Regions from separate parts of the Mus musculus genome. Here all the other regions are linked to region 1. A link is a contact called in public HiChIP or PLAC-seq and promoter capture Hi-C data. All regions are on one chromosome and are shown on one strand. The core of a region is the stretch at or near the end of the contact, and the rest is flanking DNA. Distances in the headings are between cores, read along the strand shown.

Region 1 (2,963 bases), core at 169-2,668:
GAACTCACCCAAACCCCTCTCATGCTGCAGTTCTGTCACGCCTTGACCTGCGAGCTCTATTTCCTTGCGTCCACTCTCTGCCTCTCTCTGCCTCCCCTTTGCAGGTGCTCTGCTTCAGCCCTCAATCTGCTGTCCAGGCCCAACTCAGGTCTACTACTTTCCACAAAGCAGGCATGTTCTCTAGTTTCCCCTGCCTCGGCTCTGGAATGAGTGCTGGTCATGGGCCTCTGCAGAGACCAGCCTGGAGGAGTCTTCTCAGCTCCCTGTGAGTCCTGCCCCACAGGCAGGTGACCAAACCACTGAGGGCTTCACTTCCTGCCACCCTCCCGTAAGCCTGGGATGCCAACCTCTTCAGATAGTTGGCTTCTCTTCATCTTGAAGGTTAGCGACGGACACATAATACAACAACAGTCTGTGTCCAAATGAAAAATCAGAGGAGTGAGGTGGGGGTTGGGGGTGGGGGTAGAACTTGGAGCTGAGCATATCTAGGGTTTATGAACCAGTATGTAGGAAAACCTTGGGACACGTGCCTGTCTGAAAAGTTTAGGAAAGCTAGATATTATATATCCAGAATATGTTACAAATATACCTGGTTTATTTGAGTTGGAGGAAGCTTCTGACACATCCTCTTCCCTAACATGGGTGGTGGGCACTTTCTGTTTGTGCTGGGGTGGTGGTAGGTCACTGCATAAGAGAGGGCATGTGGGTACTCTGTTTAACGGGTCAAGGGCTTTGAACTTGCTGTCATTTGAGCTTTCATTTTTGGCAGCATGCCCTCTCAGTACCACGTTGTTGGGAGTATAAAATAACATGTAGATCAAGTATCACAAACTACGCAATAGCTTATACCTACTCCTTGCACATTTCTGTGGCTTAACGGCAATTCGGCTGAATTCAGATCACTCGGGAAGGCAAGCCACAGTAGGAAGGTGCAAAAAGAGAAACAGGCTAAGAGTTCAGGGGCGATGGAACGAGAGGAATAGTAAGATGCACAGGAAGAAAACATTAATTTCCCCAGAACTCACCCAACAGGGTTCCAATAACTCGGGCAGCTCCCTCGTTGCGGCGTTCGTAGCTGTCCACGATCGAGGCCAAAATGACGGGGTGTAGCCTGACCACGCGGCCGCCCGGGAAAGGCCCCGGGAGGGCGGGCCCGGGCTGCGAAGGCGCCGGCGTCTGCGCTGGGGCTGGCGCGGAGGCTGGGGTCTGGCCCGGGGCTGCAGGCGCAGCTACAGCAGGATCAGACGAGACGGGCGCCGGGGACGCAGCGGGAGTCGCAGCCGGTGTCGGAGCTGGCGTGGATGGGGTCGGGGCTGAAGCCGGGGCTGCGGTGACGACCGGCGCCGGGGCTGCGGCTGCAGTGGCAGGAGGGACATTAGCCGGTACGGCCGGAGAAGCCATCTTGCCGAGAAAGAGAGAGAGCCTAGAACAGAAGAGCGTGAGTTGGAGGAATTAGAAATTTGATTGGCTAAATTTATACCACGTGAATCATATCTTGATGACTATTGGACATGAAATTTCCGGCTAGTTGTAAGTTTTAGTGCGCGGTGTGCGCTTTAATTTCTGTCCGATGCGCACTCAGTGTGTAGGAGTCCAGAGTAGTTCCTAGTAACTTTAGGACTTCCTGGGGTGGGAATGGGGAGGAAGCAACTAGCAATCTACACAGTTGCCACCAGGTGGCGGCACAGAGTAGTGTAAAGGTCGCAATTGTTTAAGACTTAAATGGATATTAAATATCAGTCTTACAGGGGATTCACTGTTACATCCATTTAACTTATTAATCAATGAATTAAAATTTGGACTCAGGATCTACTTTGCATTCCACGCCTAGCCATATAGGTTAGGTTGGCCTGGAACTTACCTCAACTTTCCTGCCTCTGCTTCCCGAATGCTAGGACTATAGGCAGGAATCATCATGCCTGACCAATAGTGCTTTATTTGTGATGGCTTCATAAGGCATCATTAGGGAGGCATATTCATTCAACAATTTAAATGCTTAATATGCACCAGACTCTCTCTTATATGCTAGGGTATATAAGTGAACTAAATAGCAAAGGGTTGCATTCTCTTTGGGGGAGAGAAAAGGACTAAATCCTACATTAGGTTAGAAAGTGCTTCGATACACAGTAAATTATTATTACTATTTGACTGTGCTATGAGAAAGAAATGATCAGTGGAGGTTATGAGAGCATGAAAGATTATGAAGGGTTAGAGTAGGATACAATGAGGGTATCAAGTTGGAGTGGAAACTTGAAGAATTCAGGCAGCCAACTATTATTTGGGGTTTTGTAGGGAGAGCTCTTCTGGTGGAGTGAACAGTTCATGTAGAGGGCTTAAGGTGAATGAGAGCAAGACTAGTACATTTAAAGAAAGAATTTGGTGGTTAAATGGCATTATCAAAAGAAAGGATAGATCTCTAAGCAGGGCCAGGAGCTAATTATGAAGACTCCTATGCTGGTACTGGAGAGATGGCTCAGCGGTTAGGAACACAACTAGAGTTGTGAGTAGCTGTAAGCCACCAACCAACCCCTTCCCCTTGCTAGAACCTCAACGCAGATTCTCTGCAATAACCTCTTCCAAAGGTCCTAAGTTCAATTCCCAGCAACTACACAGTGGCTTACAATCATTTGTAATAGGATCTGATGCCTCCTTCTGGTGTGTCTGAAGATAGGGACAGTGTGTGTGTGTGTGTAATAGATAAATAAATATTTTCATTTTTTATTTTTATTTTTTGGTTTTTTGAGACAGGGTTTCTCTGTATAGCCCTGGCTGTCCTGGAACTCACTTTGTAGACCAGGCTGGCCTCGAACTCAGAAATCCGCCTGCCTCTGCCTCCCGAGTGCTGGGATTAAAGGCGTGCGCCACCATGCCCGGCAGATAAATCTTTTTAAAAAGACTCCTATGCTATAAAAAAATTTGGGCAGTAGAAAGATAGTTCAGTGAGAGAGAAACACACACACACA
Region 2 (2,853 bases), core at 40-2,539, 740 kb after region 1:
TATCTTTCGAAACTATCTTCAAACATCTCAAAAAGAAAATCTTTATGGATGTGTAAATTATCATTTCTTTTTTTTTTCCATTTTTTATTAGGTATTTAGCTCATTTACATTTCCAATGCTATACCAAAAGTCCCCCATACCCACCCACCCCCTGATGGTTTGTGTTTTATTTCAGAATTATTAATGCTTAAAGAGTAATATAGAAAACAAACAAACAAAAACAGCTGAACATTCTGACCTCATAGAAGAGGATTCAGTGTTATTGGGGGAGGGGGTGCTAACTTATTCATTCCAGAAGTTGGCCAGACTGGTATACTGAGGATTGCCACTCTCAGTGTGAGTGACAATATGTGACTTAAGCTGTTGTAGTCTTTATTATACAAACTTAGGTTCCCTTCTGTTTTGGGCATTGATGTTGAGAATTGGAATTCAATCTTGGTTGATTTTTCTTTTGATTACTAGGTAGTGATTTCTGTGGCTGCCTGCAGCCACACTAACAGGGTTCCTAAGTGGGAGGCAGGAGCTGTATGGGAGAGAACATCGAGAGGAATAATGGAGGCCAAGACACATTTCTGTTCAAGACCCGCAAAGTTTACTAAGAGTCTGTGCTTATAAAGGGAGATTCCCATCCCCCACCAATCCATTCTTGGTGCCTGTTGCCAGCTTGTAGGCTGATCTGCCAGTTGCGGTCTTCGAAATTTCTCACGGGCCTCTCAGCAGGTAGCAGTGTCTTGGAGAAGAGCAGCAGCAGGTGACAGAACAATAGAGATATCTAAGTCGGAAGGCTCCACCCCAGGTGATCTCATACACAGTTTCAGTGAGGTCTGAATCACCCTGCTTCAAGGCTGGGGGAGGCTACAATTCCTTCCTAAATATATAATAAAAATTAGCTGGACTGGGGCATAAAACTTATTTGGGAATTATGGTGGCTGGTGGCTGTGCCTGGCTTGGGGACTCAGATTTTCCACTAATTATTCTTATCCATCAAGGAGAACATATGCAGCTTGTTTGTGTTTATTTTGCACAAACATGGCTCCATGGTGTATTATTAATAAACCACAGCCTGTTGGCATATACCTCTGTCTTAGATTGATTCAGTTCAGAAATCTGGTTGCCTGTCGTTGGCTAACCAGCTTTATAGCACACCTTATTCCAATCAGACCAAAGCCACAATATATATATTCAATATGTTTCTTCATATTGATGAATTTCTGCCACCTGCGCTCGCTGGAGGCAAGGCTGCTGCATGCTTGCTGGAGACAGGCTGTATGGCTTTGACTGACCTGCTTGAAAAACAAAGTCAAGACAGTTGAAAAGCAACAGGATAAAAGCTTCTTTGGGGAAGTCTAGGTACTCTATTCAGTTGCAAATTAGCAACAATCAAGCTCAATCTCTGGCCTCAAGGTGTGGGGGAATTGACTTTGAGAATCAACAGAAAGGCTGTTTCTCATGTAAATAGGTTAAGCTCTAAGTTAACTCTGCTAGCTAATAAAGATTTTTAGCTATCTTCCATAGGAATCTCCAATATTGGAATTATTACTAGACCAGTCCAAGATTGAGTTAGAATAACTGGTCACATTGACCATTGAAGGAAGAGAAGAATCATTATAACTCCTTTTTATGACTAATCTTTCTAAAGTCAGATTCCATGGTCTCTAATGTTTTCTGTCCCATAAATTTAAAAAGCTTGAAGCAAGGCTGCTTAGCTTGTCCAATCTGGGACAAAGGCAAGCAAAGGTGGGTCAAAAAATATATGCCCAAATCAGCTTTCTTGTCACCACAGTCTGGGCACTCAGTGAACTCACAGGTCAGCCTGTCACAAGAATCATTCTGGCAGTTGTCATGCTTCTGCAACATTCTGTGGAGAAAACCTAAGCTTTCTCTCTTCCCCATATAGGGTAGCTGTTCAGGATCAAGACATATGCCAATAAGTAGATCCTTTTCATCTCACCTAGACATGATTATGTCTAATTTTAAGATACTATAAGGCATTTATTAAGTTCTTTGACATCCAAAATTTTAAATTTTAAAATTTTAAAAATAAAAATGTGATTTAAATAATGTACACGGGGATATAACTCCTCCCCTTCTTTGTTTTTTAAGAAGATATAGTTTTTAAAGTTCCACAATACCTTGTCTTTGAGAATTATAAAATGTCTCAGTAGCATGGGTAACATTAAAGTGTTGAAAAAACATCTTAAATACTTGACAGTTATAGTCGATTCCATTATCTGTTGTAATCTAATTTGGAACACCAAGTACATAAAAAAAAAATTAACATAGGCAATGGCTAACTATACATGTAGTTGTTTCTTTTGTAAAGCAGTTGTAACTCGAAAGCTTGAAAAGGTATTAATCGTCACATGTGTATAATTTATTTATTAATCAGAAATAAGAGTTTCCATTTGCAGCAATTGATTAAGTATAAGTCCTTAAGAACTAACACCATAATGTGGAAACAGTTAGAAACTGAGGACACTAAGAACAAATTTTTACAATTTGATATGCACATTCTCTAAAAATACCAAAATATTATCCTAAGTTATTACTGTTTTTATGATAAAGAATGAGATTATATGGCCAATTATTGTGTAAGGTCTATAATCCACCTGGGATAGAAATCTAGCATGTCACTGCTTTAAGAGGTCTTGTCCAGGCAATCTAGAACAAATTCTTAAATATCCAAAGACAGTCTTCTTCAAAGAACAACATTTTTGCTCATGAGTTGTATATGCATAAACAATTGAAATTTGAGAATTTATAGTATTGAGGGACAAACAATTTTAAGCAATTGTAAGCATATATATATATATATATATATATATATATATATATATATATGTGTGTGTGTGT
Region 3 (2,964 bases), core at 345-2,844, 820 kb before region 1:
TCTTTGTTTCTCCTTCTTCGTTTTCTTTCTTCCTCCTCCTCCTCCTCTTCCTCCTTCCTCATTTTCCTTCTCCTCCTCTTTCTCTTTCTCCTCCTTTTTGTGACACAGGGTCTCTCCATGTAGCCTGTCCTGGAACTCACTTTGTAGACCAGACTGGCCTTGTCTCAGAGATCTGCCTGCCTCTGGGATCAAAGGCATCCAACGAGCATTGGCTCTGAAAAGAATTTTGAAGGAGGGTTCCTATGCTTTATCTGAAGGACATGTCAGACATACAGCTCTAAACTGATCCAAACTGGCTACTAAGTCAGCTTTTAGCAATCAGATCTAAATACCTCACCAACAAATTTTATCCTGACAGCCCTGCGATTAGTAGGACACCCCTTAGAAGGACAATTATCCCCACTGTGACAGGATGATCTACAATACCTCACCAACAAATTTTATCCTGACAGCCCTGCGATTAGTAGGACACCCCTTAGAAGGACAATTATTCCCACTGTGACAGGATTGTCACAAGAACTGGTGCGAAAGCATCTAGTCCTTTGGGCTAGTTGCCATTTAGGACTAAAAAAGGGCTAAATACATTTAATGCAATAGCACTTTGTGTTAGATTCTAGTCTAGTATCGACAAGAATCACATAGCAGAAAAACGCTGCGAAATTTCTACCTGTAAATTAAGAAAGACATTTCCACCAACCAGGAAAGGACCACTTGAAGGGGCGGGGTGGGGGTGTCTTATAAGTAAAAATTGAAAATCATAAAACTTAATCCCCTTTTATTGAAAGGAAGTGATTTTCCCTTATGACATTCAGCAAATCCCTAAGGGCTGTGATGAGCACGCTGCATCCCTTTCTCTACCCCCAGAGTCTCTACTAAGTGGAAAAAATATTTTAATGAGCAGCTCTATGTTCTCTCCAGGGTGCTCCTGAAGTATCTACAGAAAAAGACACCCCATGGAGTAGGGTCTGCGCTCCCAGAACTGACTGAGAGGTCAACTGTTTTAAATAGGCACTGCCTCACAGGAGCTTGGCTCCTGGATTCTCCACCTCCAGGAGTCCTGGGCGGGGGATGCTCCAGGGGCGTCCGCATCTTGCAAAGCCTGACTTGAGCCAGCCCAGATTCGCCGCCGTGGCCCACTTCCCAGTCCTAGACTGGACCAAGGCTGTCAGCCCCTAGTGGAAGCCACACCCGCGTGGACAGCTCACAGTTACTGTTGGGAGCCGGGCAGGAGTCTGTGTCCTGGAGGCGCACGGACCGCAGGTTCGTACTGAAGCCCCGGTGCGGAGCCTCGAGCCTCCATCGCCGGGTGGGCTTCCGATCTAAGGACGCTCGGGCTCTTCTGGTCAGGTCTCCTGAACAGCACCCTCTCGGCCTTCGCAGTTCCCGGGGATGGGGTTCACCCGGCCTGCGGGACTAGATCCGCATGGCCTGCTCCCTTGGGGTGCAGGATTCGCCAGCTCTGGCCGGGGAAGACCCCCAGCCTTTAGTGCACCCCCGGGGCCGCGACCGTGGCGGGCCTTGTGCACCCGGAACCGTTTCCGGGGCGGAGGCTTTCTCGCAGCTGACCCGGCGCGGACGGTGACGCGCAGGCCCAGGCGGAAGTGCGGGCGGAGGATCCCGAGCCGGATCCCGAGCCGGGCGCGGGGCTCGGGGCTCGCAGGAGCGGCTGGCTCCCGCGATGGCGAGCCTATGGTGCGGAAACCTGCTGCGGCTGGGCTCGGGGCTCAGCATGTCCTGCCTGGCGCTGTCGGTGCTGCTGCTCGCGCAGCTGACAGGCGCCGCCAAGGTGAGTCCCGCCCCGCCCGGCTCCTGACAGGAGCTCCGCCCCTGCCTCTGGCCTGGCAGAAACTGGGGCTGACCACTTGCTCCCCACTCTCCGGTCTCCCAATCCGACAGCCAAATCCCCCCGACCCCGCTTCACAGCCCGGGCTGGCCCTCTCTAGAGCATCCTAAGCCTTAGCCCCAAACAGTGCCAGAGCGGGGTCTATAACCCTCTGCCTCTTGACATTTCCCTTCCCAGCCCCGACGGGACACACCCGGAACTTTCCAGCCCTGGGAGCTTTGAACTTTCCACCCTTAAACTTGGGCAGCTCTCAGCCCCCAATCCAAACGGTGGGAAACCCTCATCTCCCTGAAATCTTCTCTAGTAGGGACTAGCTCCCCTCACCCTCATCTCCCCGAAGTCTTCCCTACTAGGGACTAGCTCCTCTCAACTCATTGATAAGCAGATTCCCTTGCCATGGTGGGGGCTCGAATCTCATGGCAACTACCCGTTCCCAGAAGGACCTGTAGGGCCACCCCACTAGCCTGATACTCTCACCAAGATCCCCTCCAGGAAAACACACACACACACACACACACACACACACACCCCTCTTCTGATAATTTACTAGCCTAGGAGAGAGGTGACAGGAAGTTGTGTCCTATTCCTCACTGTGTTTCTAAACCTTTTGGTCCCCATATATTTTCTGGTGACCCAGAGCTGTTCTGGCCCAAGAAAACATGTGCTTTCCTCCCAGTGGGCTAACTAATTTTGGGGCAAAATAGAAAGACTCCACGGTGTAGTGGGAAATAGTGACACTGCATTTTTAAAAAGTTTTATAATATTTTTAAATGTTATAAAGGGCTGGGAAAGATAGGTCACAGGTAGGCAGGTGTTTTTGAGCAATTTGGTTTTTTTTTTTTTTTCAGTCTTTCTGGTGTCATCAGAAATAGGGACAGCAAAAAGTTTCCCAACTTTTGAAATACTTCTAGTATGGACTCTCTGTATGGATGTCAAACATTACCATTTTATGTAGTGTATCATGATATAAACATCCGTCTCCCCTTGATAGGATTTGTCCCAGGAAACAGGAGCTGTGTCTTTTGCTTCTCTGAGTCCTCCTCATTGAGCACAGGCTCTGGCACAGTGGTTACTGATACATTTAGGACCTGTCAACAGCTCTGCCAGACATTTCATTGTAC
Region 4 (2,700 bases), core at 62-2,561, 630 kb after region 1:
CCAGAGGAGTAGCATAATCAGGTATTTACTAAAGATCCCCTGATGGTGGGTTTAACAATAGACTAGCATTGCATTAGAACATTCACCTGCCTCCAGTGTTTAGCTGATATTTTTAATTAAGTGGTAAACATGGCCTGGTCCCGCCATCTTTTTATGTATGCATTCTTTTTGTTTTGTGTCACTGTAACTTGGCGGATGTGTTCGCCTAGATTTCTTGTTTTTCTTCTGTATTAAAAGTCTGGTGTTCGTTTGAAAAAATACATTCAGATACAACACACTCTCTCAAGTTGTGTCTGTTTGTCACCTCATTCTCGCTGACTCCATATCCACTTGCCAGAACCCCTGATTCCCACAGATTGATGAGAGCCCAACTAGGCCTGGTCCGTGGCATAGTAGGCAGCAGTAATTGCAGATGGCCCAAGCATGCTGATGTGTGGACTTCCTTATACACACACACACACACACACACACACACACACACACACCACACACACACACACACACACACCACACACACTCACACACACACACATAACACACACATCACACACCACACACACCACACACACACTCACACACACACACCACACACACACATAACAAACACACACACACCATACATACATACATACACACCACACACACTCACACACACAAGTATCCTAAGTCCTGCTTCACTCAATCTGAGTAAGAGATGACAGGATTAAAGACACTTCAAAAATTGGGACACTTTGAGTTAGTAATAATTAAAACTAATATATAAAAATAGATATTTAAATTTTTTACTTCATTTACATGCCATTATATTGGCTTTAAATTGAGATTTTAAGTTTTCACTTTCATTTTTTTAAAAATTTCAATGAATGAGCTTTGAAAGATTTTTTACAGAGAACATATTCTGTGAACAAATAAATTGCTACGCACACTCCAGTGAAGTCTGCTTGGAAGCACTCATGAGGCAGGGAGTTTCAAGGAAACTCAACCTCCTGGAACCAGGCATTCTCATAACCTGTATACTTCATACCCTATCCCTGCGTTAGTCTGGTGTATGGATGGATCCACATGCTCTCTTTCAGTATTGTTTTATTATAAGTGCCTTTAAAAATTGAATTCTGACATAGGCAAACCTCCAGCAGTGTTCCAAAGTCCTAGGAAATCCTTGAAGCCAGCGAACTTGAAATTCAGTAGAAATTCAGTGAGGTTGCCTATTCAGTAACATTCAATTTTACTTCTAGTAGAGACAGTGAAACTAATTAGGCATTACAAAGAATGGAGCTAGAATAGCTCAGGGCCAGCCTGCATAGTGATTACTTAGGACATTAGCCAGTCTCACCCAAACAAGGGAATACACAATGGCCTAGCTAATAGGTGGGTTTACCATGAGAGAGTTAGGGAATCCCCCTGAGACAGGGATCTTCTCTACAGCCAGGTATAGCAGGCTACATGGCATATTAGAAACAAGTTGGTGAATTCTTCTGACAAATGGAGATTCTCCACAGATACTTAAAAGAACAGCCAAGTTACACTCATGCAAGAACTTATCAAGGCCTAGGAAATAGGGGGTTTGTGGTGTTACATTATTCATGAGAAGGTCTGCTAGAGAAGAACCTCCTGGTGCAAGCTTTCACAAGGCTCAAAGGAGTAGCACAAATTGTGACTAGGGTGTGAAATCCTTATCTGTCAGCTGACCTGAGGCAGGGCTGTTTTATCTTTACTGTAAATATTACCTGGTTCCTGTAAGTCCTTTTGAAGTCATTCCTTTGTTTTGTGTCAGATAATTTCAATGTGCTTTGCCTGCTGTGACATCCTACCTCCTTGTTTTCTGTATTATATAAGACTGGTGTTCACTTTGTGACAATACCCTCAGATTCTACACAATCTCTCGTGTAGTGTCACTTCTGTTTGTCATTTACCAACTCCTTGTCCACCTGCAACTAGAGACCCATTCTTCGCAGACAGGGACCAAAAAGGGTCTGCGGCAATTAATAAAACATTAAAATATGGGTATTTCAAAGGACAAATAATCCTTTCTGATGTGAAAGGTCCCATTGATTGCATTGCCCTTTCCTTTGCCTTGTTGTACAAGGTACACTGTGGGATGGAACTAATACGTCAAGTATTGACAACCCGTGTCTGAGTCTTAGAGAAGGTCAGGGCTGGGAAATGTGCCCTAACTGCATTTCTTGGTTGGGCTGAGGACTGACTGTCACTTTGGCAAGCACACTGTATTCTGTCTCCTTTGCTGTTCTCTCTTCAGCAGCAATGGTGCATGCTTTCAATAGTCCAGGACACTCCAGGTAGAAATACTAAAGGTATTACTGTATGGGAAAGTTTATGTAGCTCTTTCAATATCTGAACTGCTATACAATGACATCTGTAATTTTGTTATTTTTAAATACCATACAAATAAATATATTTTGATATGTAAGTATGCATTAGGTTATGCTATTATTTATATCTATCTTAAAATTTAAATTGTAAGTGTGTCATGGAAATAATTTAAAGGTACTCTATACTCACATTGCCTGTGTTAATGCTTTTTAAGGTTTGTATTATATCAGATGAATATTTTTGGTTTGGCATAAGCTACTGTTGTAATTTTCTTGATTTTTTTGTTCATAAAGAATTTTCTGAAGAAATGGTAACCTCTCAAGAATTGTGAATACATATTTTAACTTTGAAACATATATATTTATTATC

What was found. Promoter capture Hi-C pulls out the DNA fragments that hold promoters and counts their contacts. HiChIP or PLAC-seq counts read pairs in DNA pulled down with a chosen protein or histone mark. Capture Hi-C pulls out chosen DNA fragments and counts their contacts.
Region 2: a contact with region 1 is called in an H3K27ac HiChIP or PLAC-seq map of embryonic stem cells, with 6 times the contacts expected there. The contact joins the enhancer-like site here to the promoter of Eif3f in region 1. A contact is called at or near these places in 4 of 39 promoter capture datasets (cranial neural crest, embryonic stem cells and stem cell-derived epiblast-like cells), 1 of 484 Hi-C or Micro-C datasets (embryonic stem cells), 5 of 115 datasets of contacts at active chromatin or transcription factors (acute myeloid leukemia, embryonic stem cells and stem cell-derived neural progenitor cells) and 1 of 9 other capture datasets (embryonic stem cells).
Region 3: a contact with region 1 is called in a promoter capture Hi-C map of adipose tissue, with 2.4 times the contacts expected there. The contact joins the promoter of Tmem9b here to the promoter of Eif3f in region 1. A contact is called at or near these places in 2 of 39 promoter capture datasets (liver and pre-B cells), 1 of 484 Hi-C or Micro-C datasets (erythroblasts), 1 of 115 datasets of contacts at active chromatin or transcription factors (thymic regulatory T cells) and 1 of 9 other capture datasets (adipose tissue).
Region 4: a contact with region 1 is called in a promoter capture Hi-C map of stem cell-derived epiblast-like cells, with 2.3 times the contacts expected there. The contact joins the enhancer-like site here to the promoter of Eif3f in region 1. A contact is called at or near these places in 2 of 39 promoter capture datasets (embryonic stem cells and stem cell-derived epiblast-like cells), 2 of 115 datasets of contacts at active chromatin or transcription factors (embryonic stem cells and large pre-B cells) and 1 of 9 other capture datasets (embryonic stem cells).

The regions. Positions count from the first base shown.
Region 1 is chr7:108,932,870-108,935,832 of GRCm38.p6, reverse strand. Eif3f (eukaryotic translation initiation factor 3, subunit F) reads right to left here and starts at 1,418. Exons shown (of 8, transcript NM_025344.2): 1 at 1,026-1,418. The coding sequence starts at 1,401.
Region 2 is chr7:108,194,992-108,197,844 of GRCm38.p6, reverse strand. No RefSeq gene overlaps it. Among named protein-coding and RNA genes, the nearest start is that of Gm39066, 12 kb to the right of the region's middle. Within about 2 kb of position 1,289, at least 7 of the 459 cell types and tissues checked have an H3K27ac peak or open chromatin away from gene starts, as enhancers often do. A contact at or near this core is called in embryonic stem cells and stem cell-derived epiblast-like cells, where this site is marked.
Region 3 is chr7:109,750,893-109,753,856 of GRCm38.p6, reverse strand. It overlaps Tmem9b (TMEM9 domain family, member B), which reads left to right and starts at 1,594. Exons shown (of 5, transcript NM_020050.1): 1 at 1,594-1,786. The coding sequence starts at 1,679. It also overlaps the pseudogene 4930431P19Rik.
Region 4 is chr7:108,304,237-108,306,936 of GRCm38.p6, reverse strand. No RefSeq gene overlaps it. Among named protein-coding and RNA genes, the nearest start is that of Olfr491, 11 kb to the left of the region's middle. Within about 2 kb of position 1,311, at least 6 of the 459 cell types and tissues checked have an H3K27ac peak or open chromatin away from gene starts, as enhancers often do. A contact at or near this core is called in stem cell-derived epiblast-like cells, where this site is marked.